Regions from separate parts of the Zea mays genome. Here all the other regions are linked to region 2. The links are chromatin contacts, called in public Hi-C maps. All regions are on one chromosome and are shown on one strand. The core of a region is the stretch at or near the end of the contact, and the rest is flanking DNA. Distances in the headings are between cores, read along the strand shown. Region 1 holds the start of LOC100279799 (Beta-carotene isomerase D27 chloroplastic). Region 2 holds the start of LOC103641336 (non-specific lipid-transfer protein A). Region 3 holds the start of LOC100277695 (DNA-(apurinic or apyrimidinic site) lyase).

Region 1 (3,239 bases), core at 469-2,968, 390 kb after region 2:
ATTTTGCACTATCCAGCGACAACTAAAACGAAACGGAGGAAGTATTATACATGGAAATGCTGTACTTGCGACTAGAAGTAGACTCACCAAGCATCATAGCGGCTAGTTGGCCATTAGCAATTGGCGCTAAAAGAGCTTTGTAAAGAACAAGCAAGAGAGGTGGAAACAGTGACTGTAGTACTCGGACCTGGAGATTGTAAAAAAAAGAGACACAGAAAACTAAGGCTCATTAGCTATAAAAGTTTCCGTGACAACAGATGCACAAAGACTAGAGGGGGACAAGAGAAGTGATATACAGCAGCCTGCTCAGTCTCCAAAGCACTCTTTCCCTTGACCATGAGACGGTTTGCTACCTCCATTAGTCCAGCATACCCAGGCTTTTCAGAATCCCATCCAACCTCCTACAGCCTTTCAGAGAATCAACAGAATGTAATTGCACTGCATGTCTTGCTTTTATGCAAAACTGTGATATTCCATATTGACCTAAAACTTAACAGATACTCGTCAACAGGGGGCTGGCTTTCTGAATTCTAAGTACTTGTACCTTGTCCTAAAGCACAGGAAATTTCTTTTGTAGCCACTTCCAGGAAAATTTTCAGCTCGTATGCAAGTGTGTACATTTCTCATTCAAATATGACAGTGAGATTATTCTATGTTTCTGGAGTTGCAGTCTGTCTGGAAACTATGATAACATTTAATCTCACATTGGATCGGACCTGCTTAGTTGTTTTATGATTGAAAGCACCCCTCGCCTCGCTCACACAACAAATAAATAAATAAATAAATAAACTGAAAACAAATTATTCTTCAAAAAATAGAGCATTCAGCTCAGATTTCAACAAAACTAAATGGCCATTTTGTAGAAATACAAAGTTCCAAGCTCGATTAAAGTAATACGATAAACTAATAGCTAGCACAAGTTCAGTTATGCACGTGGCGTCAATTCATCAGGATTTGTCAGACTGTTGATCAAAATTACCAAGCAGAACTGAACCTAGCGATGAATGGATTATTAATGTTCAGAAGATTCCATTATCTGCCATGCTAGAACTCTATACTAAACACAAAAAAAGTTTTTTTGGTTCTCTCTTATTTAAGGAAAAGAAGCTAATAACATGGTTAAGGCTCTGTTTAAAAGCAATCTAGTTTTTAAGAAACCGGTTTTTATCTTTTAGCTAGGAAAGAACGGTTTCTCGGTTTTTTAAGAAACTGAGAATATAATTTCTATAAATTAAGTCGGTATATTTGGACTCAATTTCTATAAACCAATTTTATTAAAAACTGGGTCCTTCCAAAGTTTCAAAAAAAAACTAATAACACGGTTTGGCATCATCTAACTGGAGGGAGGAACTAAGGGATCGGTGGATGGAGTGGAACTCGCCTTCACCATCTTGCTCCGGAAGAAGGCGAGGAGGAGGTCGTCCGCGAAAGAGGGCCGGTACTCCCCGCCCTTCCCCGGCGGCACCGCCGCTGCATCGACCTGCATCCAAATAAAGTCACTCTAACAACCAACCACCAGCGCCGGCACAGACGCACAGGGCACAGTTGGTGTGGAATAAATCACCTGTGGCGAGGAGCAGCGGAACCGGCGGCTTGGCCGGCGACCGAGCTGGAGATACGAGGGCAGGCACGAGGAGCAGGAGGCCGCGCAAGAAGGCGGGCCGCGGGAGGCGAGGGGGAGGCCGCGTGTCGCGAGCGGCGGCGCCATGGACACCGGAGAAGGACAACCGCTGCCAACCAGTGGCTGCCGCCGTGGTGGTGGGGGAACGCAGGGAGGACAATAGCCGGCCCGCTAGGACCCACAGGTCAGCGAGCCTCTCCAGCTGTGGGACCCACACATGTGATACGTTACATGCACTGTACTCATACAGTCCATATCACGCTGAATTTTTTTAAGACCAGCGTATTATTACATATCTAGATGAAAAAAAGCTTAAAGTGTATATTATATTAATTAAGGAGGACAGAGCGTATAATTATAATTATACTAAGTATATGATCGTGCGTTGCCACGGAAGTTAAAAATTAATATAAGACATAGACACCACTATAATATGTATCCAAATTTAATATCACTATAAAAGAATGACAAACAAATAGGCAATCAAATACTATCTCCATCCAAGTTTCACAGGCGTATAAGTAGTTTTTACTGAGACCAAGAAATCATTAATAATCCCCCTTAATATGTTTGCTCTCAGCCCTTTAAATAAGGACTGCACTTTTATATGTTACTTTATGGATAGTTGTTACACAGGAAAAGTGTCGACATAAATAAGCAGCTATTCACTTGCCTAGAGTTGTAATGAAACAAATGAAAGATCCTGATCTATAGAAGTATTTATATATAATTGTCGGCGTTTCGAGACGGGGGGTCCCTAAGCCGACGAGTGAGTGTGCTGCGTGCCCCAGCCCAGATGGGTCGAGCGCGTGGGCGAGCGCGAAGGGGGGAGAGGCGAGGAGGACGGAGTCGAGCGTGAGAGAGGTGGAAGTCCCGCGGCCTTCGTGTTTGTCCCGCGCCCAGGTCAGGTGCGCTTGCAGTAGGGGGGTTACAAGCGTCCACGCGGGTGAGGGAAGCGAGCGGCCCCAAGAGAGCGCCTGTCCCGTCCTCGGTCCCGCGCGGCCAACCTTCTCTAAGAAGGCCCTGGTCCTCCCTTTTATAGTCGTAAGGAGAGGATCCAGGTGTACAATGGGGGGTGTAGCAGAGTGCTACGTGTCTAGCAAAGGGAGAGCTAGCGCCCTAGGTACATGCCAATGTGGCAGCCGGAGAGATCTGGGCACCCTGCTGGTGTGATGTCGTGGCTGTCGGAGGTGCGGCGGAGCCTGGCGGAGGGACAGCTGTTGGAGCGGTCGAGTCCCTGCTGACGTTGTCCTGCTTCCGTAAGAGAGCTGGGGGCCGCCGTCGTCATAGAGCTTGTGGAGCGCCATCATTGCCCCTCCGGCGGAGCTGGCCGGATGGGACGCCGGTCTTGTTCTCCGTGACCCGAGTCGATTCGGGGTAGGATGATGATGGCGCTTCCTATTGACGTGGCGGTCTGTGCCCTAGGCAGGGCGACGTGGGGGTTCCTCCGAAGCCGAGGTTAAGTCTGCCTTCCGTTGCCGTGGCCGAGCCCGAGCCAAGGGGTCGGGCGAGGCGGAAGTCGTTCGGCCGAGGCCAGGGCGGAGTCTGAGCCCTGGGGTCGGGCGAAGCGGAGTTTCGTCGTCTTCCGGGTCTTAGCCCGAGTCCGAGCCCTGGGGTC
Region 2 (3,309 bases), core at 196-2,695:
CAACGCAAAACTATCTGATTTCGGTTTAGCAAAAGCTGGTCATCAGGGTGAAAAAACTCATGTATCTACTCGGGTTGTTGGCACCTATGGTTATGTTGCACCAGAGTATGTAATGACAGGTATCAGGGATAAACTTTTGACTTCAGTAGCTACCTATAGCAGAAATTATGTACCTTGTTTATCTGTTGCATGTTGGTTCTTTACACTGTTTTCTGAGCTTGTAGTTATTCTCGTGTTCACTCCATATTGGATAGTAAATTGGCTTAACATTTTTGTCCGAAGACATAAAACTAAGGTGCCATTACAAATGTTCTTCTTTCAAGTGAAACTGTGTTTTTCGTTTTTACATGCAGTAAAGGTTGTAAGGCTGTAGACTTATATAATGAATCTTGCGCTCCACTTCTTTGGGACATGATTTAACATTTCTTAACATTTCTCACTCTATAACGCTTTCAGATCACTTTTCATATGTTTTTTAGATGCACTTTTTTTTTGGAGACTAAGCCCTAAGGGCAACAATGGAGATGACCAGCGTCTTGGTTTATCAAGAGGAAGTTAATCCCTCTCAACTGAAACTCCCATCAAATTTGGGGCGTAGTGTGTCGATTCAGTTGTAACTATTATATGTCATTTTGGGTTAGCAAACTGTATCTACTAATTTCTCAGACTTATGCCTTTTGAGCTAGAAACTTGTGTAAGAATTTTTTGCACTCAGTGACATGCTGGATAGTGCGAGTAGCAGATTACAATAGTGACGGATGAACATTGTATTTTACTTTACATGATGGATTTTTTTGATGTGTAAGGCTTTTAAGGCATGTAAAAATTCTTAACTTTTAAAAGATGCTAACACGAATATAAAATTGCAATCATTATTCTTGAATTTCAATGTATCTTATCATAACATGTTCACTCCGTAGCAACGTACGGGCATTTACCTAGTATATATATATATACGCACGTGGTGCAGTCGAAGTTGAGGGTGAGCGGGAACGGCAGCGGCGCGCCGCACTGCGCGGGGAGGTCGCGGATGGCGTCGGCGTTGAGCGGCTGGTAATTGGCCGCCGCCTGCTTGACGCACTCGCACGCCTGCCGCCGCTCCGCCGGGCCGGACGGCATGGCCCTGATCCGCTTCACGCCGGCGCAGCACTCGGCGGCCGGGGCCGCCTCCTTGCCCGTCACGTAGCCGACGCAGGGGCGCAGGCTTGCGTCCACGTCCGCGCAGTTCACGTCCGCCCTAACCGCCGCCGCCGCCAGCAGGACCAACGCCACTGCTGCCACCGCTGTTGTTGCGGCGCCGCCCTTCTTCTTCATCATCGCCATCGATCGATCTGTGTCTCTCTCTCTCCCGAACTTGACTTGCTGCTGCTGGAGCTCGATCTTAGCTTGTTGCTGCTGCGTTCATGGAGCGGCTCGAGCGCTGGGGTTTTATAGGGCTTGCTGGGTCGGCGAAGCGGTTCAGCATCTTGTTGGTGCTGATGTTGCTCGTAATGGCAGCGCTTTGAGTGATGCATTGGTACGCCAAAACTGGCAGATGGATAGGGTCCCTTTTTTTTGGCCATACCGTGCATGAACGCCACGGCTAGCTGCCGTTGCAACCGTTTAATGCTTCGCTTCGTCGCCAGCTACAGCTAGCTCACCTCTCTGCTACCTCGTTACCTGGGCTGGGATCGCATTGTTACACTACTACATACCTAGAGTATATGGCTTATCACTAAACGGAGGGAAATGATGTTAACCATCAATTATATCTTCTCATATTGAAACCATAGAACGACTACATTTCATTCATCGTTTGGTTTATGCGGTGTATTGTATATGGAGGGAAGTACATCATGCGTATAATGACTAATGAGACTGGCAGTGCAGCGCACGTGCGTCAAAGTGTCATCGAACTAAGGAGCCGAGCTGCCGCCGCCGCCGCCGTACAAGTGCGGCGGCAGGCGCGGAGTGGCGACGGCGACGAGGGGCGTGGCCTTGGGCATGGTCATGCCGTACACCTCCCGGGTGTCCACGTCCTCGGGGCGGAGGCCGTCGGGCGGGGACCAGTCGAAGCAGTGGAAGAGCCTGGCGAGCGCCATGAGCACCAGCGCCACGCCCAGCGGCGCGCCGGGGCACTTGCGCTTCCCGGCGCTGAACGGCAGGATCTTGAAGTCCGGCAGGTGGCTGATCTCCACCCGCGCCCCCTCCTCCGCCGGCAGGTGCCGCTCCGGCCGGAACTCGCCCACGGAGTCCCACACGCGCGGGTTCCGCCCCAGCGCGTGCGTGTTGATGAACACGCGCGTGCGCGCCGGCACGTGGTACCCCATGATGGTCGTCGCCTTCAGCGACTCGTGCGGGATAAGGAACGGCCCCGCCGGGTGCATCCGGAATGACTCGCGCACCACGCACCGGAGGTAGGGGAGGTGGGCCAGGTCCGACTCCGCCACCATCCGGTCGCGCCCCACCACCGCGTCCAGCTCCTCCTGGACGCGCCGGAGCACGCGCGGGTTCTTGATTACCTCCGCCATCACCCACTCGTTCGTCACCGATGAAGTATCAGTAGCAGCAGCGATCATGTCCTGCCAAGAAGTATTACTCATAATAACTAGCTTCAACAAAATGAATTGAATTCCAGGGTATGCAATAGCAAAGCATACACATACACACACCTGCATCAACGCTTTGATCTCCATGTCGTCCATGTGCTCCTTCCCGTTCTCACCAGGCAAAGATAACAGCACATCGACGAAGTCCATCTCATCTTTGCCGTTGCCGCCATCTTCCTCAACGGAGGAACGACTCTTCCTGGCCTCCCTAGCTCTCCTGTGCTCATCAATGATCTTCTGGTGGAAGTCGTCCACCTTCTTCTCCACCTCCCTCATCCTCTTCTCACACCCGTACGGGTCGACCCACCTCCAAGCCGGCAAGTAGTCCCCGAGATAGATCAGGCCCAGCAGGAAGAACAGCTCGTGGGTGATGTGCATGAACTCCATTGCCTCGCCGGGGCCTGCCGACTGGATCCCAAAGTACTGCTTCCCCAGCAGCATCCGCGTGACGTTGTTCATCGAGAAGGCACCGAGAACCTCTCTGAGGTTCACGGGCTTCCCGGACTGAGATTTAGCCCACACAAACTGGCAGAGGTGCTCGGCCTCCTGAGCTCGGTGAGCAGCGAAAGACTCGAGCCGCCTGGTCGTCAGCAAGTGCTCCATGCAAACTCTCCTCATCCTTTTCCAGTTGGGTCCCAGTGGAGCTAGAGCCACATCACCACACCCATAGGCGAGATGGACGGCAGCCAGTGTCCGAGGCCGCGAAGCAAAGACCTCATCT
Region 3 (3,277 bases), core at 449-2,948, 340 kb before region 2:
TGTAACTAAAAACAAAATGTGGCCAACTCAGTGAAGGGGCACTGAAAAGACTATGAACTTTTGCAGAGCAGACCAATCTAAACCTCCAACTTACTATGGACGAGATTCTTCTCTTAGAGATAATAAATTGCAAAGATAATAATAATAATAACAACAAACTAAATAGATTTACAAATAGTACTTCATAGATGCATACGCCAGGTAGATTGTGCACATAAACACTTTTAGGAAAGAGTGGCTTCCAAAGGCAATAACCATGGCAACAATTCTAGGATGAGCTGTTTCACAAGTGGTGGAGAAGTTCTAAATTCTGATGCCCACAACCACAGCCCATGGGCAAGCACCAACAGCAACATTAGACCATTTACTCCCTCTGTCCCAAAATACTATTCGTTTTTAGCCCTTGGTTTTATGTTTATATTCAAATCGATGGTAATAAATCTAGACACATATAAAAACAGCATACATCAAATATAGTATGAATCCATTATCACCCCAAAATGAATTTTAATTTGGGACAGAGGGAGTATTATTTATAGTACTCCTTCCACGCCATTTTGGCTTGCACTATATGTATCTAGAAGAACCAAAACAACTTATAATTTAGGCCTTGTTTATTTCCTTACAAGATTATATAATCCAGCTGATGGATTATATATTTATATAAGCACCTTATGATCTGCTTATGGATTATCATAATCTATATTATATAACCTACTTACCTACCTAATAATCTGTGTTGTTTTTTGTATCTTAACTTATTTAAGCTGGATTATATAATCTAGAGGGTACATAAACAGGGCCTTAGAAAGGGGTAATGTTTAGTAAGTTGTTAAAAAATATAATCCAATATCTCAGTACTACTTTTACTTTGCAAGAGAATACGTGCAGGGATAATGACACCATCCACGAGCTGTAAGAGGTAAAAATCTAAAACTCTTGGGCTTTGTTTGGGTACTCTAGTATTCACCTCAATCCACACATTTTATTGAGATGTATTGGGGTGTAAGGCCTGAGGCCTTGTGTAAGTGTAACTCAATCCACATGTATTGGGGGAGGAGGATTGAGGTGTAAATTAGTTTAAGTTACACTCTAATCCACATTAATAGACATGGATTTAAGTGAGACAGTATCCAAACAAGACCTGATAAGATCTAAAACCCTTGCTGGTCATAAACATTGGACTAGTCCCTGCATTGCAGAATACGGGCCTCGCCGGCCCGCCTACAGGTGGTTCAGACGAGCGTGTGGCCTTGCAGATTGAACCCATCGGGGTCGGGGACGGGGAGGAACCAGATCGCTCACCTGGACACAAATGACGTCGGGGTCAAGGCGGGCGACGAGCTGCGAGAAAGCAGGCCAGTCGCTCTTCATCCGGAGGAGCAGGCTGTTGGCGTTCCACGTCAGGAACTTGAACGGCTCCTCGGTGGGCCTCCCCTCTACATCCCCGCCAGCGCCGGTGGCGGCACCGGCTGATGTGGGGCCGTCGCCCGGTTCAGCAGCACCCGCTAGCCGCTTCTTGGACGGGGAGCCGTCCTTGGGCACTGGCTGGAAGAAGCGCTTCATCGCTTGTGGACTGCGTCGGCGGTTGGCTGGCTACCCGCGGCTCGGTACGAGAAGGAACCGAACGGTGAGCATTGCGGAATCGGAAAAGCTTTAAAGCTCTGGGGTTTCGAACTCACCAGCGGGCACTGTCTCGGGCTCTCGGCAGCGGTCTGCTGGTCAGGGGAAACAGCGGACGGGGTAATGGATCGATCCAAATGATTCTTTATAAAATAGTAGGAGCTTAAATAAATTTTAGTTTAAAAATAATAGAAATAGAGTTTAATTTTAATCTGATTCTTAAATTTTATAGTACAAAATTGAGAATCTATTGTCACTCATACTCGGCAGCGGTTTGCTCGTTTGTGCCCCCACCCTTTGGTCCATTTGTTAGAGCATCTCGAAGATTTTTCTAAAAAATGACTCCTTAAAATCTTCCTAAAAATAACTTCTCAAAATCTTTCTAAAAAATAACTCCTCAAAATCTGTTTTAAGGGGCATTTAAAAACTTAGAGATGGTAGATTTTAATACTTTCTTCGATAGATCCCTTAAAGCGGCAGATTATTTCTATGGAGCCTAAAAAACTGCTCATTTGTAGCTACAAATGAGAGAGTTTTAAAAACTATAAAAAAATTGTGAACGTTTTAGACAAACTGCTGGAGACACGTTTTTGTGTTTTTTCCAAAAAAACTTTATTTATAAGAGACTTCTGAAAGTTCTTGTAGATGCTCTTAGTGCTCTGCATATAAAAAATAGCTTTAGCTCTACTTTTTCCCCCCTAAAAATCAGCTTTTTTAGAGTTGAAGTCATTTCACAAATCATTTGGCATAAATGATTTATCTTAAAGCTTGTCGGCGTTTCGATCCCGGGGGTCCCTGGATCGACGAGTAAATTGTCGCTGCGTATCCCAGCCCAGATGGGTCGGCGCGAGACGGAACACAAGGGGGGAAAATAGTAAGGGGAAACTGCGGCCTCGTGTTGTCCTGCGCCCAGGCCGGATGCGCTTGCAGTAGGGGGTTACAAGCGTTCGCGTGGGAGAGAGAGCGAGAGCCTTGCGCGTCGGCCCGTTCTCCCGCGCGGCCACCCTCTCGTACGAGAGCTCTGGACCTTCCTTTTATAGATGTAAGGAGAGGGCCCAGGTGTACAATGGGGGGTGTAGCAATGTGCTAACGTGTCTAGCAAAGGGGAGCCAGAGCCCTATGTACATGTCGTCGTGGCTGTCAGAGAGGTTTTGGCGCCCTGTTCATGTGATGTCGTGGCCGTCGGAGGAGCGTTTGAGCCCCGTTGAAGTACAGCTGTCGGGGCTGTCGGACCCTTGCTGACGTTTCCTTGCTTCCGTAAGGGGCTGAGAGCCGCCGTCGTCATGGAGCACGCGGGGTGCCATCATTACTTGTTTACCGGGGCGAACCAGATGGGACGCCGGTCTTGTTCCTCGTAGCCTGAGTTAGCTAGGAGTAGGGTAATGATGGCCCCCTGCGATGTGGTCGGTCCAAGCCCGAGGTCGGGCGAGGCGGCGGCTCCTCCGAGGTCGAGGCTGAGTCCGGGCCCGGGGGTCGGGCGAGGCGGAGACCGTCGTCCGAGGTTAAGGTAGAGTCCGAGCCTTGGGGTCGGGCGAGGCGGAGACCGTCGTCCGAGGTCGAGGTAGAGTCCGAGCCCTGGGGTCGGGCGAGGCGGAGTCCGTCGTCCGAGGTCGAGGTAGAGTCCGAGCCCTGGGGTCGGGCGAGGCGGAGTCTG

What was found. A called contact is a pair of places that touch in the nucleus more often than the background predicts.
Region 1: a Hi-C map of leaf shows a contact between it and region 2, with 9 times the contacts expected there. The contact joins the promoter of LOC100279799 here to the promoter of LOC103641336 in region 2. A contact is called at or near these places in 5 of 25 Hi-C or Micro-C datasets (bundle sheath, ear, leaf and 2 more).
Region 3: a contact with region 2 is called in a Hi-C map of endosperm, with 4 times the contacts expected there. The contact joins the promoter of LOC100277695 here to the promoter of LOC103641336 in region 2. A contact is called at or near these places in 3 of 25 Hi-C or Micro-C datasets (ear, endosperm and tassel).

What each region holds. Positions count from the first base shown.
Region 1 is chr10:86,711,252-86,714,490 of Zm-B73-REFERENCE-NAM-5.0, forward strand. LOC100279799 (Beta-carotene isomerase D27 chloroplastic) reads right to left here and starts at 1,719. Exons shown (of 8, transcript NM_001360997.1): 1 at 1,565-1,719; 2 at 1,382-1,480; 3 at 297-401; 4 at 88-187. The coding sequence starts at 1,708.
Region 2 is chr10:86,320,235-86,323,543 of Zm-B73-REFERENCE-NAM-5.0, forward strand. It overlaps LOC103641336 (non-specific lipid-transfer protein A), which reads right to left and starts at 1,446. Exons shown (of 2, transcript XM_008664692.4): 1 at 939-1,446. The coding sequence starts at 1,323. It overlaps LOC100282873, which reads right to left. Exons shown (of 2, transcript NM_001155779.1): 1 at 2,652-3,309; 2 at 1,761-2,561. The coding sequence ends at 1,896. It also overlaps the pseudogene LOC100502448.
Region 3 is chr10:85,977,964-85,981,240 of Zm-B73-REFERENCE-NAM-5.0, forward strand. It overlaps LOC100277695 (DNA-(apurinic or apyrimidinic site) lyase), which reads right to left and starts at 1,699. Exons shown (of 9, transcript NM_001151197.2): 1 at 1,306-1,699. The coding sequence starts at 1,566.